Linked DNA regions of Pan troglodytes: region 2 is linked to region 1. Evidence: chromatin contacts called from public HiChIP or PLAC-seq data. All regions are on one chromosome and are shown on one strand. Each heading gives the region's core, a stretch centred on a gene start, on an enhancer-like site or on the middle of the called end of the contact. The rest is flanking DNA. Distances are from core to core; before and after follow the strand shown. Region 1 holds the start of SP8 (Sp8 transcription factor). Region 2 holds the start of SP4 (Sp4 transcription factor).

Evidence for each region. HiChIP or PLAC-seq counts read pairs in DNA pulled down with a chosen protein or histone mark.
Region 2: an H3K4me3 HiChIP or PLAC-seq map of stem cell-derived excitatory neurons shows a contact between it and region 1, with 8 times the contacts expected there. The contact joins the promoter of SP4 here to the promoter of SP8 in region 1. A contact is called at or near these places in 1 of 7 Hi-C or Micro-C datasets (stem cell-derived neural progenitor cells), 1 of 1 datasets of contacts at active chromatin or transcription factors (stem cell-derived excitatory neurons) and 1 of 1 other capture datasets (stem cell-derived neural stem cells).

What each region holds. Positions count from the first base shown.
Region 1 is chr6:26,597,492-26,603,414 of NHGRI_mPanTro3-v2.0_pri, forward strand. It overlaps SP8 (Sp8 transcription factor), which reads right to left and starts at 4,189. Exons shown (of 3, transcript XM_024357761.3): 1 at 4,003-4,189; 2 at 3,170-3,265; 3 at 1-3,017. The coding sequence starts at 2,984. The coding sequence ends at 1,515.
Region 2 is chr6:27,246,781-27,253,137 of NHGRI_mPanTro3-v2.0_pri, forward strand. SP4 (Sp4 transcription factor) reads left to right here and starts at 3,867. Exons shown (of 6, transcript XM_527679.6): 1 at 3,867-4,127; 2 at 4,548-4,663; 3 at 5,158-6,357. The coding sequence starts at 4,121.

The DNA of each region.
Region 1 (5,923 bases), core at 2,939-5,438:
AAAACCTGCAGCTCATCAGAACTGCAACAATAACTCTTAATATTTTCTTGTGACAAAAAAAAAAAAATCAAGTTTACTTCAATATATTTTCAAATATTTACTGGAAGTAATGTACAAGAAAAATACTATACAAAATCGTCTCCTGGACAACTGCACCTCACACCCTTACACTGGCGGAGTTATATTTAATTGGTAACTAATCTAGAACGATTCTCCAGTTGTACAAACCATTAGGTTCAGATATATTTTACAAAGGTTCTTTTTTATTTTCCCTCTTTTGGTATTTAAACTACAGCCTCGTCTGAAATAAACGATAGCTTCTTCACTTGTTTGTAAGTTTAAATCACACACAAAAAAGTTTAACCCTACGATCTTCAAAGAATTGAGAGAATTTACAGAAATTGGTACTATACAAATTGACGGCCGGACTAACAAAAAAGATTGGGAGGTTATGTTTGGGAGTGGCGAAAAAACGAGGTAGAAAAGGACAAACATGGAGACAGTTAATCTGGTCTCACCGGAAAGGAGTATTTTTGCATAAGAAAAAAACGCCTACCCTCACCCCCGCCCCCACCCCGTAAGTTAAGTTAATGCAGTCAAAATAACTTTGGGATCAATATTAGCAGTTTCGAGAGAAAGAGTTGCTCCCCGTTAGAGGAAAAAACTATTATAGAAGGGAAACCAAATGGGAGGTTGCTATTTTCCCCTTAGTTTTTTAAAAATAAAATATATGCTATAAAGATGAAAGAAAGCTGCTGCAGCGATTCGACAAGACTGCCCTTTGCTGAAACTTGCATCGGTTCCACCTCAGGGAACAAAGAAAAAGAGGCAGAGCTGACATTGGGAGATCTAAACTCTACAAACTCTGGGTCTCGGGGCTGCCAAAAGTGCACCCCCACCAAGCCCCGACAGCCTGAGTAGGACGTCCGGCGATGCCCAGGGGCCTGGCAGGGTGCTCCGAAGCCGAGGTGCTCAGGACAGCGGCTCTGGAACCAAGTAGCCGTCTGCCCGGGCGGCGCTGTTCTGCCCAGGCCTCCAGCCTCTCCCTCTCCACCGCTCCGGCTCAGGCTTGCTCAGCCGAGCGGCTCCTGCCCGCGCCGAGGCCCGCGGTCTACCAGGCACTGGATTAGTCCAGCTCTACCTCCAGTGGCCGCTTCCCTCTAAAAGTTACGCCCTTCACAACCTGGGGGGTGGAGGAGGGGAGGACAAGGAAGGGAGAACGAGAAATAAAGGCCCGACGAGGCGCGGGTTCCGGCTGCAACGGGTTCAGGCAGCGTTACCCGTGGAAAGGGAAAGCCAGGGCCCGGGACAGCGATGGGTGTTACTTACTTGTCCATATCCCCTTTACAAAGTTAAGTCGCAGAAGGAAGAAGGAAGAGGAGGGGCAGAAACAGAAAGAGACAGAGAGCGAGTCGGATGCAATAGGGAAAGGCTGGAGTTGAAGTCGGGACAGACAGGGCCCAAGAGGACTCGGTGGGAGGAGGTCGGGGAGAGGGGCGGGCGCAGGGTGGGCGTCACTCTAGGCCGTTGCGGTGCCCGGGCTCGGGGGGCTGCAGCAGCTCTGGGGAGTGGCAGGGCGGGCTGCCCGCGGCGCTGTGCTCGCTGTCGGTGTCGCTGCCCTTCTTGCCGCCGCTGCCTGAGCCCGCCGAGCCGCCGCCGCCGCCGCCACTGTGCGTCTTCACGTGCTTGCTGAGGTGGTCGCTGCGCATGAAGCGCTTGTTGCAAACTGGACAGGCGAAGCGCTTCTCGCCGGTGTGGGTCCGCAGGTGCCGCTGCAGCTCGTCGGAGCGCGTGAAGCGCTTGCCGCAGAAAAGCCAGTTGCACACGAAGGGCCGCTCGCCCGTGTGCCAGCGCAGGTGCGCCTTGAGGTGCGAAGTCTTGCCGTACACCTTGCCGCAGCCCGGGATGTGGCAGCTGTGCAGGCCCTTGCGCCGCAAGCTCGCCCCGGCAGGGCCCAGCCGCTCTGCCTCCTGGCAGTTGGGGCAGTCGCAGGTGGCGCGGCCGGAGTAGCGGCGAGCTGAGGAGCGCGGGGAGCCCCCCAGCGGCGCCGAAGGCCCAGCGCTCAACATGGAGCCCCCCGCGCCGGCCAGCGGCGACGGGGCCGAGTCCGGGTAGGAGCCGGGTAGCACTGGCTTGAAGCCGTCCATGAGGTGCTGCCCGGCGGGGCTGAGCAGGTGCGAGGAGGCGCCGCTGCTGAAAGCCGAGTGACTCAGGCCCGAGTAATCCGAGTTGTAGCCTCCGAGCGGCGAGTGCAGCGAGGTTTGGAGCCCCCCGGCGGCAGGGTGCAGCGAGCCGGGCAGCGCAGCCGCGCTGTTCGGGTTCTGCACGTCGATCCAGCCGGCCCCCACGTCCCACCAGCTGGAGGCGCCGGCCGAGCCCACCTCGCCCGCAGCACCCAGGCCCGGGTGCGAGGGCTTAAACCACGACTCGTACGGGTGCGCCATGCCCACCCGCGGGTAGATGCCCTGCAGCCCGTCCACAGAGGTGTGCACCTTGGAGATGAACACCGGCTGGTGGGAGCCGTCCTGCGAGTGCGCGGAGGAGCCGCCGCCGCCGCCCCCGCCGCCGCCGCCGCTGCCCCCGGAAACTCCGGGGGCCTGGAAAACAGAGTAGTCGTTGGCGAAGGGCGAGCTGGAGGCGGCGGCTGCGGCGGCGGCGGCGGCGGCTGCGGCGCTGCTGGAGGTGAGGGAGAAGGCGCTGGAGCCAGGCGAGCCGCCGCAGCTGAACGAGTCGGACACCAGGGCCGCGGCAGCCGCGGCTGCTGCCGCGGCCGCCGCAGCCGCCGAGGACGAGCTGCCGTTCCTGGAGGCCCCGGACACGCCGAAGCTTGAGAGACTGGAACCCACTACGTTGCAGCTGGCGGAAGAAGAGGACGAGGAGCGTTTCCAGGGGTGGAAGCCTTTGCCGAAGGAAGAAGAGCTGTCCGAGAGGGAGGAGGGAGACGGGCTGGGGCTGCCTATCTTATTACAGGTAGCAGCAAGCATGGCCAGAGGAGTCGATCCCAACCTCGGTTCTTCCTGCGAGGAGGAGAGGAGAAGGAGTGGGGGAGGGGAGGTGGGCAAAGGGCCGGTGGGGGAGGAAAGGAAGAAATGTGCATCAGTCCTTCGGTAGCCTCCAAAGCGCCCCACTGCACCCCATCTCTCGCTGCGGCGCGCCGCCACCAACTCACCTGGCACCCCCAACAGCCCCGGCGCCCGGCCGCTTCCTACTCTACAGGAGGGGACAAGTTTGGCTGCCGGCGTCTGATTCGGGAGCAAGCACCACGCTAAAGAAGAGTTTGACAAGTATTCTCACCTAAAACAACACTCTCTTTCACACAAAGCCCCAGACACTTCGTAACAAACAAGCAAAAAGTCCAGATTGGAGAGGAAGGAAGTTTTCTTTGCCGAGAAGCCTGGGGGAAAACCATTGGATTGCTTTTAAGAGCGCTTCCCCTGTAATCCGGAGAGCTTTGAAAAACCTGTTCGGGTCCCCAGAAACCCATCCTGGGTTGTTTCTCCCAGGCCAAAAGAAGTCAAACTGTAGGGCTCACTCTTTCTTCCTGCTTTTCTTTCTTTCTTTTTTTAAAAGCATATCTACAGTAGTAAAAACGAGACGAGTTCAACGTACCTGCGAGACAAGGCGGGCTGCAGAATTTTTTTTTTAAGGGTTAGGGGAAGAATCTGCACTTTGCCCAGAAGGAAAAACTTGCTCTCTTTACCCCCGAAATCGGTGCCTGTAAAATGGGCTGGACGCAGGTCTCCCGGGCAGGGAGCAGCGAGGCGCTGCGCGGTGGCTTGTCTAAATGCCCTTCGAACCTTTTCCTGCGCTGAAAAAAAGTGACTCTGCCCCCTTCTCCCCCTTTTTCTTTTCTCCAAACTCACTTGTATTTAAAGAAAAAAAAAAAAAAGCTCTCAATAGAGAGACTGATAGCCCGTGGCCTGGCCGGGGCGACTTTAACCCCCTCCAATCGGCAATAAAAGGAAACTAATTAAACCAGCAAGAGAAAATCCTGAGACTCACCCCTAGAAGTGAAGTTGCCATCACACAAAAGTGCCCTCCTCCTCTCAGAGGATCTTTTTTATATTGATAAATCAGAGGCAGTGTTTTTTTAGAGGTGTGCAATACAATGATCAGTTCCGCCCATTCCACCACAATTGTAGCTCCCTCTCCGGCTTTGAAGTGCCGCGGAGGCGCGGCCAGCCAATCTGCGGCCTCGCCGGGCCGCGCGGCGCGCGCGCCGTGAGGTCATCGGCGCCGCCGCCTGCCGCCGTGGTGGAAGGGGGAGTGGGAGCGGAGGGGGCGGGGGCGGCTGCGTGTGTTAGAAAGCGCAAAGCGCGCGCTCGCGTGTATGAGTGTGTGTGTAACAATGTAACTGTGCGCGAGTGTGACCAGGCGTAGGAGAGGACAGTGCGGAGACGGGAGGGAGGGGGGATGGGGGTGTGACACTGTAACAGTGACAGTGTGGTAAAGGCGGGGAGTGGAGAGAGTGCAGAAAAGGGAGGGTTGTGTGATAAGATAACTGCGTGTGCGACAAAGCGGGGTAGAGGGACAGAGCAGTTCAGTGTTGGGAAGGGTGTGAGTGTACGGTAGTGTAACTGACAAACCTAGGGAGGGAAGAGGGACTCAACTGGGTGGGGGGTGAGTGTGTTTGGTGTTGGGGGAGAAGGAGGGCTGTGAACATGTGTATTTGTGCGACAGAGAAGAGGGAAGGGTGTGTGTGGGCGCTTGTGTTGTGTGCGCGCACCAAAGCTGGTAGTGGGGAATGGGAACAATGCAATAAAGTGTGTGTTTGTAAGAGAGAGACTGTCGAGCTGAAGAGAGAAACCGACTAAGTTGATGGAGGCTGAGTGAATAAATATTCACAAACGCTGCCCCCGTCGCCAACTTCCTTTGGCTCCTTGTACCTAAAATCTTGAGTGATTTTATTTTTCTTAACTTGGTAAACAGCGTCACTACATTTTTGAAGAAGATGTTTAAACCCACCTTTTCTTTCCCGGCTCTCCAACGAAATAGTAGAAAGGTTGAGAGGCTAAGGGGTATTTTTAGGGATGCGTTGGGACGTGGATGCGCGCCTGCGCGCCCGTGAGTTGTTTCTTTGATGCCGTGGCTTTTTTTTTTTTTCCCCTGAGGTGGAATTCTGCTTTAGAAGTGCACGTCTCACTCTAGGGGAGGAGGTGTGTGTGTCCCGTGGTGTTGAGTAAATTTCAATACAAAAGGATTAGATAGAGAAGAGAGTAAGCGAGGGTCGTTTTTTCTTTGGGTAAGAAATTGAAGAGCGTTTTAGGGAATTTAGAAATTTTCACAGAAAACCTCACTGCCTCTTTCTGAGAAAAGAATCAGGACTTTGATCGAAATATATGGGTTCTATTTATCTAAGAATAGAGAGGAGCTTTTGACAAATCTTGGACATTTATCCAGGCGTCAGTGTCTAATGGCGATTGGGCCAGAGATCTGTCTATGAGTGTGTGTGCATGTTAATAGATACACTTAGTTCAAATTCGGTGGGGTTTAGTCATTTGCTTGCCATTTGTGTTATTAGCTGCCTTCAGAAATGCCATTACAATTTCACTGCCACCACAAGGGAACTTAAACCGCAGAAAGCACAACACCAGTGTAGCAAAAAGTCCAGTCTTTGTAGCCCTATTGAATATTCATAAGTTATAAAAAACAGTTCATATTTTTAACCAGTTACAAGTGCTCTCAGAAGTCTAATTTTAAAATGGAATTAACTAAAATGTGACTAGCTGGGCGAACTGTTTTGTTTTGACTGGGAAAACATTTTTATTTTACTGTTGTGTTTGAACACCCCTCAAGGATTTCACAGCTTCTAGGGGTGTCAAAAAATCTTCCTAGGGTTTACAAGATTTCGAAGTCAAGTTGTATCGTGTAAATTTCATTGAGCAGAGTTGAAACTGATGTTTGTGGTGTGAGAGTGTACATT
Region 2 (6,357 bases), core at 2,617-5,116, 650 kb after region 1:
TTCTCCTGCCTCAGCCTCCCGAGGCACTCGCCACCATGGCTGGCTAATTTTTGTATTTTTAGTAGAGATGGGACTTCACTATGTTGGCCAGGCTGGTCTTTAACTCCTGACCTCAAGTGATTCACCCAGGCTAGTCTTGAACTCCTGAACTCAAGCGATTTGCCCACCTTGGGCTCCCAAAGTGCTGGGATTACAGGCATAAGCCACCGCGCCTGGCCCAGGGTCATAAATTTTTAAAAAGTACACACTGGGCCAGCCATGATGTAAAATATATTTATTTCTGTGGGTCATAATTTTTTTAAAAGTTTGAAAGCCACTGTTTTCTAGGCAATAATGAGCATAGGAAGGAATGTTTTTAGACTGCTTCCTCAGGGAAAAGACCACCCTCGCAGGCCTGAGGCTGAGTATTTTGTTGAATTTATATTTACATTGTTGAAGAAAAAAATAATTCAGGATACTTGTTAAAGACAGCAATAAAGACTTTAGTCAAGGAGAGACTATCCAATGGGGTCTTGCAGTGGGAGAGAGAGATTGGGCTCAACTACGAATACAAAGACAACTAGAGATCTGAAGCCAAGGAGCAGGATGGAGTCAGTGGATGGAAAATTACTAAGGGGAAATTTCCAGAATAAAGGAGGATTCTGGCTAAACCAATTTAATGTGGTTATTGCTGAAGGCAGGCCAGGGTGCTAAGATATCGAGAACAGGGGATAAGGAATTTGATGAGATACCAAGTATGGTCAAATATTAAGGGTGAGGCGTTTTTACCCAACCGACCCAGCAGGATTCTTGCTAAAACTGGACTAAATGAACAAAGCCACTAAACTAAGGACAGAGTTCCAGGTCAGGACCTAGTCAGAAAGAGGACTTAGAATAACCAGATTAAAGTTTGGTCAAAGGAGAGAGTCTTTGTCAATATTACCTCCCTAGCAAAACTAGCTTTCCACCGGGTATCACACTGAGGACTTTTGGTTGTTATCTTCAAATAGAAGAGAGCAGAGGAAGGAAAAGCAAGCTCTTTCCTGATTCTTCTAAGGTCACCAATCTCATTCATGAGGACTCCAAATTTAATCCTAATTATCTCCCAGAGACCCTACCTTCTAATTTCTAATACCATCACACTAAGGGGTAGAATTTTTCCTTCCTTCCTTCCTCCCTCCCTTTCCCCTCTCTCCCTTTTTTTTTCTTTTTTTTTTTTTTTTTTTTGACACGGTCCCACTCTGTTGCCCAGGTTGGAGTGCAGTGGTGCCATCTTGGCCCAATGCAACCTCCGCCTTCTGGGCTCAAGTGATCCTCCCGCCTCAGCCTCACAAGAAGCTGGGACTATAGGACAGCGCCACCACGTCGGCTAATTTTTGTAGAGCCTGGGTTTCACCATGTTGCCTAAACTGGTCTGGAACTGCTGGGCTCAAGTGATCCGCCCGCCTTGGCCTCCCAAAGAGCTGGGATAACAGGAGTGAGCCGCGCCCCGTGTAGAATTTCAACACATGAATGGGGAAGGGGGCAGAGAACACAAACATTCAGTCCATAACAGCCAGGGACTAGAAGACACTGGTCCACCATAAAAAGCAGGACTTATGTTTCATGGATACCAGTATTCCCACTTATCTACAGGGTGGAGAATATTTAGGACTTTGCAGATTCATACTGATGGTAGGCATTATTATTATTATTATATATTTTTTGAGACGGAGTCTTGCACTGTCGCCCGGGGTTGGAGTGCAATGGCGTGATCTCAGCTCACTGCAACCTCCACCTCCAGGGTTCACACGATTCTCCTGCCTCAGCCTCTCGAGTAGCTGGGATTACAGGCGCACACCACCACACCTGGCTAATTTTTTGTATTTTTAGTAGAGACAGGGTTTCACTATGTTGGCCAGACTGGTCGCAAACTCCTGACCTCCTGATCCACCCGCCTCGGCCTCCCAAAGCATTATTTTTAATCTATGGTTCAGAGTCAGTGACATTGCCTCTCTGAATCAGGTTTTCCAAACAAAAATGACAATGAAAGCCCCAATTCATAAGACTGCAAAATGTCTTCATTTATCTTGGTGAACTGGGGGGAGGAGGGGACCTGAGGATAGAGACAGTATATACGTAAATGTAAGAAGCACTTTTGAGCTTTCTATATTGTACAAGATGGGGAAAAACCATGTTGTTCAGGGATCTCTGGCTCATTGTATAAGATGGGGTAGACAATACCATGTAATTCTTTATTCGAATTGCTTTGTCTTGCTGCATGGCTTTGTCATCAGCTGATTTTGCAATTACTTTAACAAGCAAAGGAAATGCCAGTCAAGTTCAGCATCTGGGACCTCCTCACCATTGCAACATGTCAGGCCTCAGGCAGGAGACAAAAATGCCCAAGGCTAAGTGTGAAGCCCAGGTAAGAAGTGAGACAATGGCTTTGAGCCTGGGGTGTAAGCATGCCTTGTTCCCAAGGCCAGTATTTACATGTGGGGTCACTTCCACCTTTGGTACAGTTAATCAGGCGCTGATTACGTTCCATGGCATCATCCTGACTTCAGGACTTTGTAGGAAAGCTGAGGCAGGACACTGCTCAAGTGCATTTGACAATAAGATGCTTTGTGCAGCCAGATGTTAATTCCACTTGCCCTTACGCTTGCTTACGCTACACCGTAAGCGGGGCTGACCCTTATGGAGCTGGGCTTTTCTTCGCCCGGAGACTCTTGTCAGATAAGGCTTAGAACTCCGCCAACCACTTAGGCTTTTAGGCAAAATGCGATGCAACCCTTCTTAGAAGGCGGGTCACTGCTCTGCACCAGCTGCCAGCCAGAGAGACAACAAATAAAAATGGAAGATCCTTCTCCGTGAGAAAACAGGCCTCGGACTCAAAGCAAGGGGCCTGAGGGGAAGGTGAGCAAAAAAAGGCAAGGCGAGGGCGCTGCTTCAAGAAGCCGGGTTCATTCAAACCCCGAGGACAGCAAACCCCGCCTCCCCACGCCGCCGCCCGCTCAATCGCCGAGCGCTCCGGGTGTGAGCTCGCCCCGCGGGGAGCGGCTTGGAGCCGAGGAGGCGGTGGCAGAGGTGGTTTGGGCAGCCCCGCGCGGCGGATAGGCCCAGGCAAACAACACCCATTCCCCCTCCTCCTCGCTCAGTTCAACTCCCACTCGGCCCCGGCCACGCCCTGCCGCCACCGCCCCCTCGGGCAGCTTTCCGCTCGGCAGCCAGGCCTCGGTCGGGGGCGGGAGAGAGGCGGTGCCTCGAAGAAGGCACCGCGACCGCCGGAAACTACGAGTACCGACAGCCTTCGCGGTAGTGCCCCACCCCCTTTCTCCCACCACTCAGCGCGCGTCACCCTGGGCTCAGCCAATGGAGACAGAGCCAGGGAAAAAGGGCGCCCGGGTCCGGATGCGCCTCAGGAAAGCCATGCTCCCTGCGCGGGGGCAGCGGGCAGTTCACTCAGCGCGCCGACCTGTCGGTGGTCCGCGCGCGCCCACGTCCGCCGCTCTCGCTTGCCTGGAGCAAGGGCCCTACTTTTTTCTTTAGTGGCAATTGGAGGGATTGCTGGAGGGGGTTTTTGAGTGGAGGGCGCTGGGAAATGAGTAGGGGGCGGGATATCCTGAGACAACAAGTTTGGCTGTATGGCGGGCCTACCGGCAGCGCTCCTGAGCTAGAACGCCGAGAGAAAGAGCGCCAGAGGAGCCAGGGAGGAGGAGAAGAGCTGCTAAAAGAATAACCCCGAGAAAGGGGGTGGAGAGGAGGCGGCCCCAGCGCCCCGGCCCCCGGCAGGTCGGCGGCCAATCCGCTGGGGGAAGGGGTGGAGAGTCGGAGGCTCCGGCGGAGAGAGGCCGAGGGGGGTGGGGAGTCGGCCAGGCTCGCACCGCCCTGGCCCCGCCCCCGACCCGCGCCGCCGCCCGCGCCGCGCGCCGCCGCTGTCAATCAAGGGCGAGTCAGCCGGGCTCGGGCGGAGAGAGGAGCTGCTACGCCACAGCCCAGCGGCGGCCATTCGCGGAAAAAGAGGCAGAGCCTGTGCCAGCTACAGCCTCCTCCGAGCCACCGCGGGCGGGCGGGACCGGCCTCTCCTCCCGCCTCGCCCCCACCCCCACCCACCTCTATCCCAGTGTCTCCGTCTGAGGGTTTGTCCTGTTAATGCGGGATGAGCGGTACGTATTCTCCACCCCCCTCAGTCTCCTTCGCCGCCTCCCTCTCTCCCTCCCTCCCCAGACCCTGCTCGGTTCTCCCCCCTCCCCCGGGGCCGCTGAGATGCTTTAAGGGGAGGAGGAGAGGGCGGGAGGGAATCAGGGGGAGGGAAGGAGGGTTGTGTTTTGTCTTAATGTCTGAGAGAGAACAACCTCCTTCTGGGTGTTGCTCTGGAGCCGATGGGTCGGGTTTCAAACCACGTTTTGTGATATCCCCCTCCTCCCTTCCCTCCTTCTCCCCCACCCCCTGCCGGTGTGCGTGGATCGCGGGTTTATGGAGATTAATGTTCGGGGGGAGGGGGGAGAAGAGGAGAGGAAGAAGACGAATAATAATAATCCTAATAACCTGTTGTCGTGTGTGTGTGGTGGGGGGGTTTGTTGCAGATCAGAAGAAGGAGGAGGAGGAGGAGGCGGCAGCGGCAGCGGCGATGGCTACAGAAGGAGGGAAAACCTCTGAGCCAGAGAATAACAATAAAAAACCCAAAACCTCAGGCTCCCAGGTAAAAGCAAACAAATTAAAAAAATTCATCACGACACATTAGGAGAGAGAGGGAGTTGTGCCCTTTGAATGTCCAGAAGTAACAGAATAAAATGTTTATCCACTCAAAGCATCTTTCTGAGAGTGTGGAACTTAAATTGTAAATTCATCAAGATTTCACGTCTTTGAGGGTATAACGCTGTTTAAAATTACATCAGGAATTCAGACTATAAGAAAACGGTGTGTGTGTTCCCAAGGGCATTTTGAGTTTAGGAACATAACACTTTACAAAGTTGTAAAGAAATTTCCTTTTATTTAAACTTGATATTATAGGACTTGCTTCCTTATTCCTATAGTTCTTATCTACTTTTGTTCGTATTTCTTTTTGATTTCTGCTGCTTCCTAAATTGTTATGTAGAGCTGTCAAAATAAGTAACCCCCTGGCAACTACTGGCCTCCACTAAATCCGCCCACTTTTTTTTCCCCCCCTCTCCTTTACCGTCCCATTTTGGGTAGGACTCTCAGCCCTCTCCTCTGGCTTTACTGGCAGCTACTTGCAGCAAAATAGGGACTCCTGGTGAAAATCAAGCAACTGGACAACAACAAATTATTATAGATCCAAGTCAAGGATTGGTGCAACTTCAAAATCAACCACAACAGCTAGAACTGGTAACAACGCAACTTGCTGGAAACGCTTGGCAACTTGTTGCCTCCACTCCTCCTGCTTCAAAAGAGAATAACGTTTCTCAACCAGCCTCTAGTTCGTCTAGTTCTTCCAGCAGTAATAACGGGAGTGCATCTCCTACAAAAACTAAATCAGGTAATTCTTCCACCCCTGGTCAATTTCAAGTCATACAAGTACAAAATCCAAGTGGTAGTGTACAGTACCAAGTAATTCCACAACTTCAGACAGTGGAAGGTCAACAAATTCAAATCAATCCAACTAGTAGTTCATCTCTACAGGATTTGCAGGGTCAAATTCAGCTCATTTCTGCAGGTAATAATCAAGCTATACTCACAGCTGCTAACAGGACAGCTTCTGGGAATATTCTTGCTCAAAACCTGGCAAATCAGACAGTTCCGGTCCAAATTAGACCTGGTGTTTCAATACCACTGCAGTTACAGACTCTTCCTGGTACTCAGGCTCAAGTTGTAACAACCCTACCAATTAACATTGGAGGAGTGACTCTAGCTTTGCCAGTGATAAACAACGTGGCTGCCGGAGGAGGGACTGGGCAGGTTGGCCAGCCTGCTGCTACTGCTGATAGTGGGACTTCCAATGGGAATCAATTAGTTTCCACACCCACCAACACCACTACTTCTGCCAGTACTATGCCGGAATCTCCCTCCTCCTCCACTACCTGCACAACCACTGCTTCAACGTCTTTGACAAGCAGTGACACATTAGTGAGCTCAGCAGATACTGGCCAGTATGCAAGCACATCAGCCAGTAGTTCTGAACGCACCATTGAAGAATCTCAAACACCTGCTGCTACTGAGTCTGAAGCCCAGAGCTCCAGTCAGCTTCAGCCTAATGGAATGCAGAATGCACAGGATCAATCAAATTCTCTTCAGCAGGTGCAAATTGTAGGCCAACCTATCTTACAGCAGATCCAGATCCAACAGCCTCAGCAACAGATCATTCAGGCTATTCCACCACAGTCGTTTCAACTCCAGTCAGGGCAGACGATTCAGACCATCCAGCAGCAGCCTTTA